Regions from separate parts of the Mus musculus genome. Here region 2 is linked to region 1. A link is a contact called in public Hi-C data. All regions are on one chromosome and are shown on one strand. The core of a region is the stretch at or near the end of the contact, and the rest is flanking DNA. Distances in the headings are between cores, read along the strand shown.

Region 1 (3,411 bases), core at 483-2,982:
CAACTTAATTGAAATGCCACCTTCAGGTACCACAAGAGACCCTCTCACAAAGGAATAAAGCAGAGTGTGACAGAGGATGACAGCTGACACCCAAGTTCTCCTCTCATCTCTGCATGTGCAGCCATAAGTATCTCCACCTCCACACATAAAGAGGGAGAACTGGAGCTACTCTGCATATGCAACAAAAAAGGTGTCTTCAAAAGCCTTATTTTAAAGGAAAGCCAACACCAACAGCCACCTATGGTAAAATTCCATTTATGTCATATTTTGGAAAAGGTAGTGTTCTAGGGACAATAATCAGATGAGTTGTTGAGCTTGGGAGTATAAAGGGGCATAGGACCTTTCAGGATGGTGGAAATATTCTATGTCTTAATGATTGTGGTGCTTATCTATACAGCTATCAAATTGCATTAAGTCATACATCTTGAAAAGTTGTCCTCAGCTACAAAGTGAGGTCAAGACCAATTTGGTTATGTCTCTATTGAGACCCTGACTAAAAAAAAAATTTATATATTTTATATATGTATGTGTGTGTGTGTGTGTGTGTGTGTGTATGTGTATAGTCTTTAAAAGGGTGCATGTAAGATAAATGATAATCAAAGGATAAATGATACTTTAGGAAACTTGACTTAGAAAAGCAGTGTTAAAAGCTGTTGTTCCAGAGTTGGATGTGGTGATTCACATCTGCAATCCCAACATTTGAAAGGCTGAGACAGGAGAATTCCTACGAGTTGGAATCCAGTCTGGGCTATATAATGAGTTTCAGGCCATCCTGGTCTAGAGTGAAATCTGTCCTTTAAAAAAAATCACAATAAATCCTGTAATCTTAGCACTCAGGCAGAGGCAGGATTACACAGGAAGCTCGAGGCCCTCTGGGGCTTTATATTGAGGCCCTGTGTGAGAAACAAACAGGTTAAATAGCTAGATAAATATATAAGTAAGTACATAAGAAAGTGTCACTTCTCTTTAATATTCATTATTAGCTGTGACCAGTGATGTACTTAGAATTTATGTTTGTGGTGTCAGAGTTCTTTCATATGGGTGGAGTGTTTTTAATTCTTTCTGTTGGTGATATCCAGCAATAGAGTACTATGTTCTCATAGTTAGTAGAGAATGGAGATCAGGGGCTGGAGAGATGGCTCAGAGGTTGAGAGCACTGACTGCTCTTCCAGAGGTCCTGAGTTCATTTCCCAGCAACCACATGGTGGCTCACAACCATCTGTAATGGGGTCTGGTGCCCTCTTCTGTGTGTCTGAAGAGAGCAGTGGTTGTGTACTCATATGCAATAAATAAATAAATAAATATCAGTGATTTCATGAAGTATTGCTACTGATGAACCATGAGAGAGTCACCTTTGGCACATCACAAATTGGGTTCACAAGGCATATGGCTTCATTCCAGTGAGGGGAAAGTATGAGCTATTGGTGTTGTCTTTCTCCCGCCATTGTTGGGCTCCTTACCCCTAGGCTTGCTGGTCAGTGAGACCCCTAAATAGTGAGGCTGTTTCTAGGATCCTGAAAGAGTCATTCAGACTTGAGTCTCCTTGGGCCTGCCCTGCAAGCCCATATCTCAGAGATGGTGAGAATCCTAGGCAGAGAGAGGACACCAGCAGAACTGTTTGAAATTCCCCATGAGAACTTCCCTCCTCCTCCTGCCTTGCCTACCCCCACCCCCAAGTGCACTTCATCAGCATCGGAAGGACTGGTTCCCGGCACTGCCTGCCCTGCTTGGCTGTCGTCCCTGAGGAACTGAGCTAATGAGTGGATAACACGCATTTGCCAAGGCCTTCCTGGATGTGGTACCTGGGCTTTGTTAATTTTCAGATGCTGCCATCCTTGGCTGACGACCATTTAATTCTCTTTCAGAACAGTCATTTATTTTTAGCATTTGCTTATTTTCCCTCCACCTCACCCAGGGAAGGGGACCATTAAGTCCTGTCTGTAAGAAACCAGCACTACCAGCCAGGTTGCTGTCCTACAGGGGAGGCTCTGTAAGTCTCCCCTGTGCACCTAGAGGCCCCACAGGTGGTCTTGGTACTAGGAAGCCGATGCTGCCCTTGCTGGACTTCTGGCAGCTTCCCTGGCAGCCTCTATCGCTGCTGCCTGGATCAGAGGTAGACCAGGCTAGGAGGAGGAGCTGGCAGGATCTACGACCAGAGACTTCTGAGGGAAGACTCTCTTAGTTATAGTTTCCATTGCTGAGATGAAACACCATGATTAAAGCAACTGAGAGAGGAAAGGATTTATTTGGCTTACACTTCTAATCTAGTTCATCATTGAAGGAAATGAGGACAGGAACTCAAACAGAGCAGGAACCTGGAGCCAGGAGCTGATGAAGAGGGCATGGAGGGATGCTTACTACTGGCTTCCTCCGTGGCTAGCTCCGTAAGTGGCAGCATCCACAAATGGCCTGGGCCCTCCCCGTCATTCATTAATTAAAATGCCCTACAGCTGGATCTTATGGAGGCATTTTCTCAATTGAGGTTCACTTCTCTCAGATGACTTTAGTCAGATAGATTAAAAACGATTTGTGAGAAGTTGACATAAAACAACCCAGCACACATACCCTAGTTATAAGCATTGAGCACCTTTCTCTCTGCCTGTGACTGCCTGTCCAACACAGGTCTGTCCAGCCTTCATCTCAGGATATCTGCAAATGCAGAGCCAAGCCATTTGAAAATGGCAACATCAGTGACAGAGGTTGGACATCCCTAGCTAGTATGTAAACAGTTGTGGGCTCTAGAGTCAGATACCTGTGTTCAAATTCAAACTGTGCCTCTTACTCATTAGATGATTGGCAAGTTATTTGACTTTTAGGTGATTGTTTCCCCAGCTGTAAAACAGGATAATAAACAAAGCTGTGAGGGTCAAATGTATAAAGTGTTTAGAACAGTGCCTCCCATGTAGTAAGCAGTGGTGAGGTTAAGTGCCTTCTTTATTATTACTGACTTCCCTAGAACAACCCCAGGTAAGCCTGCCTGAGATGTAATGGCATTGGTACCTGTCTCAGTAACTCTTAGGTGGCTGAGTCAGTTGGGCTCTGGGATTCTCTTTGCACCCCTTTCCCTCTAAGAAACTGGGCCTATACTAGGGGACCCTTGAGTAGCATTCCTTGATATGTAGCTGGCTTTTGTCCCAGGTGGCCCTCTGCCCAATGCAGGATAATGCCCAGTATTTCCCAGCAAGGAGGGTGGGCAAGGATGCTGGCCGAGTGCCTGGAATGCCAGTACCATGCCCCCAGAAAAGTGTTCAGGGCTTGATGGTTCTCCACTGCTGCTGCTGTTGCCGATTACCTCTGAGTAACAAAGAATCATTTCTAATCCCATTTGGAATCGTTGTTCATGATAATCCTGTTTTGTAGTAATGATATTCCAATTGCAGCATGCTCCCGTTTCAAGTTTGGCAGATGCAT
Region 2 (3,411 bases), core at 272-2,771, 300 kb after region 1:
AAGGAAATGATACTGCAGTAATGTCATTCCCCAACTATTTAGTGTACATGTTTTGAATTGTCCTGTATTTGGAGATGGTGTAGGTTTACAGCTTTTCCTATGTGTGTCCTTATCTGTGTGTTTGCCACTCCACTTATTTTAGTCAGCAAAGTGATGTCTAAAAGCTTTCTGGTAGGGGAAGAACAGGTAGAACCAGCGTGTTGTGGGCAGGCCATGAAGTTTCAGCTTTAGAGAGGGTGGAGAAGAACCAGCAGGCCCCGGGGTAGGCACTGCTGGGAGGTCCTGAGCCCTCCCTTTACAGCTGTCACAGTGATGCTCCTTCTCTCTCCCCGTGGCACAGGCTGAGTTAGCGGTCATCCTGAAGTTTATGCTGGATCATGAGGAGTCGCTAAACCTTACTGAGGACTTAGAGAGTTTCTTGGAGAAAGGTGAGTAGGGCCACTTGTAAAGATCCACTCTCTCTGAGCAAAGGACTGCTGACCTCTGACCTCAGCATGGCACAGAGTTAGTATGCAGGAGTCACCTGTGATGGAAGGTGATTTCTGAGCCATGTGCTGACACCTTAAACAATCTGGAGTGGCTCCATGCTGCCCGACAGTAGCTCTCAGGATGCTTGTAAGTGATCGCCTCTTACGTTCTGGTGACCTTGACTCCCACTTACTTCTCACATTGTTCTGTGTACCTTTTACTTTTTATTTTTACTTTATCTTATACATATGGTATGGGTGTTTTGACTGCATGTGTATTTGAATACCAAGTGTGTGCCTGGTGCCCACAGAGGCCAGAAGAAGGCATGGGATCCCCTTGGAACTGGAGTAACAACTTCGAGTTGTAAGCCATCATGTGGATATTGAACTTGGGTCTGCTTGACCAGCTAAGCTATCTCTCCATACCCTTATTTTTTGTCTTTTAAACTGTAGGCTTAGAAGTTGAAGTTAAACATCTTTTGTAAACCTTGAAAAAGGTTTCCCTTCATGCAGCTCATGTTCTATGTGGGACTCAGGTACATACAAACCAGTACAGGGACTAAGTGTAGATATAAGTGTCTCACAGAGTGAGAGTTCGCCATGTCTCATGAGCAGGTCAGCTGCTGCTACTGGGACTCTGAGCCATAGTTTTGGGCAAGTTCTTTTCTGGCTATTGAACTTGGGATTCTTCATGTTTGAGTTCATGAGGTGAAGATGTTAAGAATAGGAGTCTAGGATGTAAGAAAGTTCTCTTGAGTCAGATGTAGATTTGCAGGCCAGCTTGTCAGCCATTGAATCTGTAGGCACTGGGCAGAGCAAAAAGGGCCCATCAAATCTCTGGGAAGAGAGAGAAGAGGAGTGGTTCGAGGTAGTAAAGTCCTGAGAAAGTGGTTGTGGGAACCAAGAGAAGACATTATTCTATACCTTGGTGATATGAGAGCTATGAGTGCCACAGAGGCTGGTGGCACCAATACAAGCTCTTAGGGTCTGTGGCAGACTTGGTGCTGGGCTCTTATGGCCTCTGTAGTATTGGCAATAGGACTCGTTCCAGTGTCTGAGTATGAGGGGAGCTTCCTCATTCCACCATGCTCATTTGAATACTTTTCTCTGAGGAAGTGGAAGTTGCACCTTGATTTTAGTCAAAGACCTTGATCTCGTTGATCAGGTTCTGCCTAGGAATTGCCTCTTGAGCTTACATGTGTCTTTTGTAGAGTCACACTTACTAAGGTAACGTGTCTATTATAGAAGGTGAAGAGCTGTTCACCCCCTTACTAACTGTTCCTGGTTTGTTTGTCTGCTTCTTACCTGTAGTTCCTTACACCCATGCCAGCACCCTCTCAGAAGAGCTTTCTCCACCCAGCCACCAGACCAAGAGGAAGATTCGCTTCCTAGAAATACAGAGGATTGCTTCATCTTCCAGTGAGAACAAGTATGTTCTAGGCCTGTCTCCCTAGGTTGGTAGCGTCACATCCTTCTAGTTGGTCCTTGGATCCGGGAGGCTGAGCTGTTAGGCCGCCTTTTACAGCAGTAGGAATTGCTTTGAGGGCATGTAGATTTGGGATCTGTCATAAGTTAGCCTTCCCTCAAGAGCAGGTCACTGTTTATGGAAATCCCTTCTTCCTTGGAAAATACATGTTTGCATTCTTTTTATTATATCTATGTACACTGTAGCTGTCTTCACACACACCAGAAGAGGGCATCAGATCTCATTACAGGTGGTTGTGAGCCACCATGTGGTTGCTGGGATTTGAACTCAGGACCTCTTGAAGAGCAGTCAGTGCTTTTAACCACTGAGCCGTCTCTCCAGCCCCACATGTTTGCATTCTTAAGCCAGGAAATTAAGGCATGGAGGAGGGAGAAGAAAAGGTTCTCCAGGTCATCTTCTGAGACAGGAGGTAGCCTGGCAGATAAAGAACCCAGGCACATTGGCCTCCCTAACCAAACACTGGTTATGGTCACTGCTGCCCCATCCCTAGCTGCTGTTGGTTACTTTGCACCTTAGACTCTCACCCTGGCATCTTTGCATCTCCTCCTTCCTCTTCCAGCTTCCTCTCAGGCTCTCCATCCTCCCCTATGGGCGACATACTGCAGACCCCACAGTTCCAGATGAGACGACTGAAGAAGCAGCTGGCAGACGAGAGGAGCAACAGAGATGACCTGGAGCTGGAGCTGTCTGAGAGCCTCAAGCTCCTCACTGAGAAGGGTGGGTACCTGACAGAGGGTGTGGGTACTGGTGATGGGGAGCATTTGGGATGTCTTGGTGACAGCTTTGCCTGCCATGGTGTCCCTTCTGTTGACAGTGGAGTCTCAAGCTCATCGCTGGCACAAACATCAGTCTGACCTGGTAGACACTGGGTTCAGTTCCTTTCCCGTGTCCCTTTTCTGTGGCACGGATACTGTGCTTCCTTTGCTGTCTTCTGTCCCCTGGATCTTTGCTGACTCTGTCTCCCTCCCTGTCCTGGGCAGACGCGCAGATCGCCATGATGCAGCAGCGCATTGATCACCTGGCTCTGCTGAATGAGAAGCAGGCAGCCAGCTCCCAGGAGCCCAGTGAGCTTGAGGAGCTCCGAGGCAAGAATGAAAGGTATGACTCTCCCTGCCATCCTTCCAGCATCCGCTCCCTGCTAGCGAGGTGGGGACCACACCATTCTTACAGTTCCTCTCCTGGCAGCCTCACTGTGCGGCTGCATGAGACTTTGAAGCAGTGTCAGAACCTGAAGACCGAGAAGAGCCAGATGGATCGAAAGATTAGCCAGCTTTCTGAGGAGAATGGGGACCTTTCCTTTAAGGTGAGTGGGGCTGGCTGTGCAGAGGCCCCTCAGGGCTGAGGTGGTCTGGAAGTTTGCCCAAGAAGGTTGAGAAGACTGTCTAGAACCTGGCTTTGGGCTTTAGTCACTTTCCTTGCTATTGGTTTCTTGAAGGGTGCTCAGGCAGCTCTAAGTGA

The links. A called contact is a pair of places that touch in the nucleus more often than the background predicts.
Region 2: a Hi-C map of the C10 cell line shows a contact between it and region 1, with 2.9 times the contacts expected there. The contact joins two enhancer-like sites. A contact is called at or near these places in 3 of 484 Hi-C or Micro-C datasets (B cells, the C10 cell line and bone marrow-derived macrophages).

What each region holds. Positions count from the first base shown.
Region 1 is chr7:101,693,914-101,697,324 of GRCm38.p6, forward strand. All of the region lies in intron 3 of Clpb (ClpB caseinolytic peptidase B), which reads left to right. Among named protein-coding and RNA genes, the nearest start is that of Clpb, 32 kb to the left of the region's middle. Within about 2 kb of position 1,733, at least 4 of the 459 cell types and tissues checked have an H3K27ac peak or open chromatin away from gene starts, as enhancers often do.
Region 2 is chr7:101,992,885-101,996,295 of GRCm38.p6, forward strand. Numa1 (nuclear mitotic apparatus protein 1) reads left to right here. Exons shown (of 25, transcript NM_133947.3): 7 at 341-428; 8 at 1,779-1,896; 9 at 2,513-2,670; 10 at 2,934-3,051; 11 at 3,139-3,256. Among named protein-coding and RNA genes, the nearest start is that of Gm39061, 3.1 kb to the left of the region's middle. Within about 2 kb of position 1,522, at least 9 of the 459 cell types and tissues checked have an H3K27ac peak or open chromatin away from gene starts, as enhancers often do.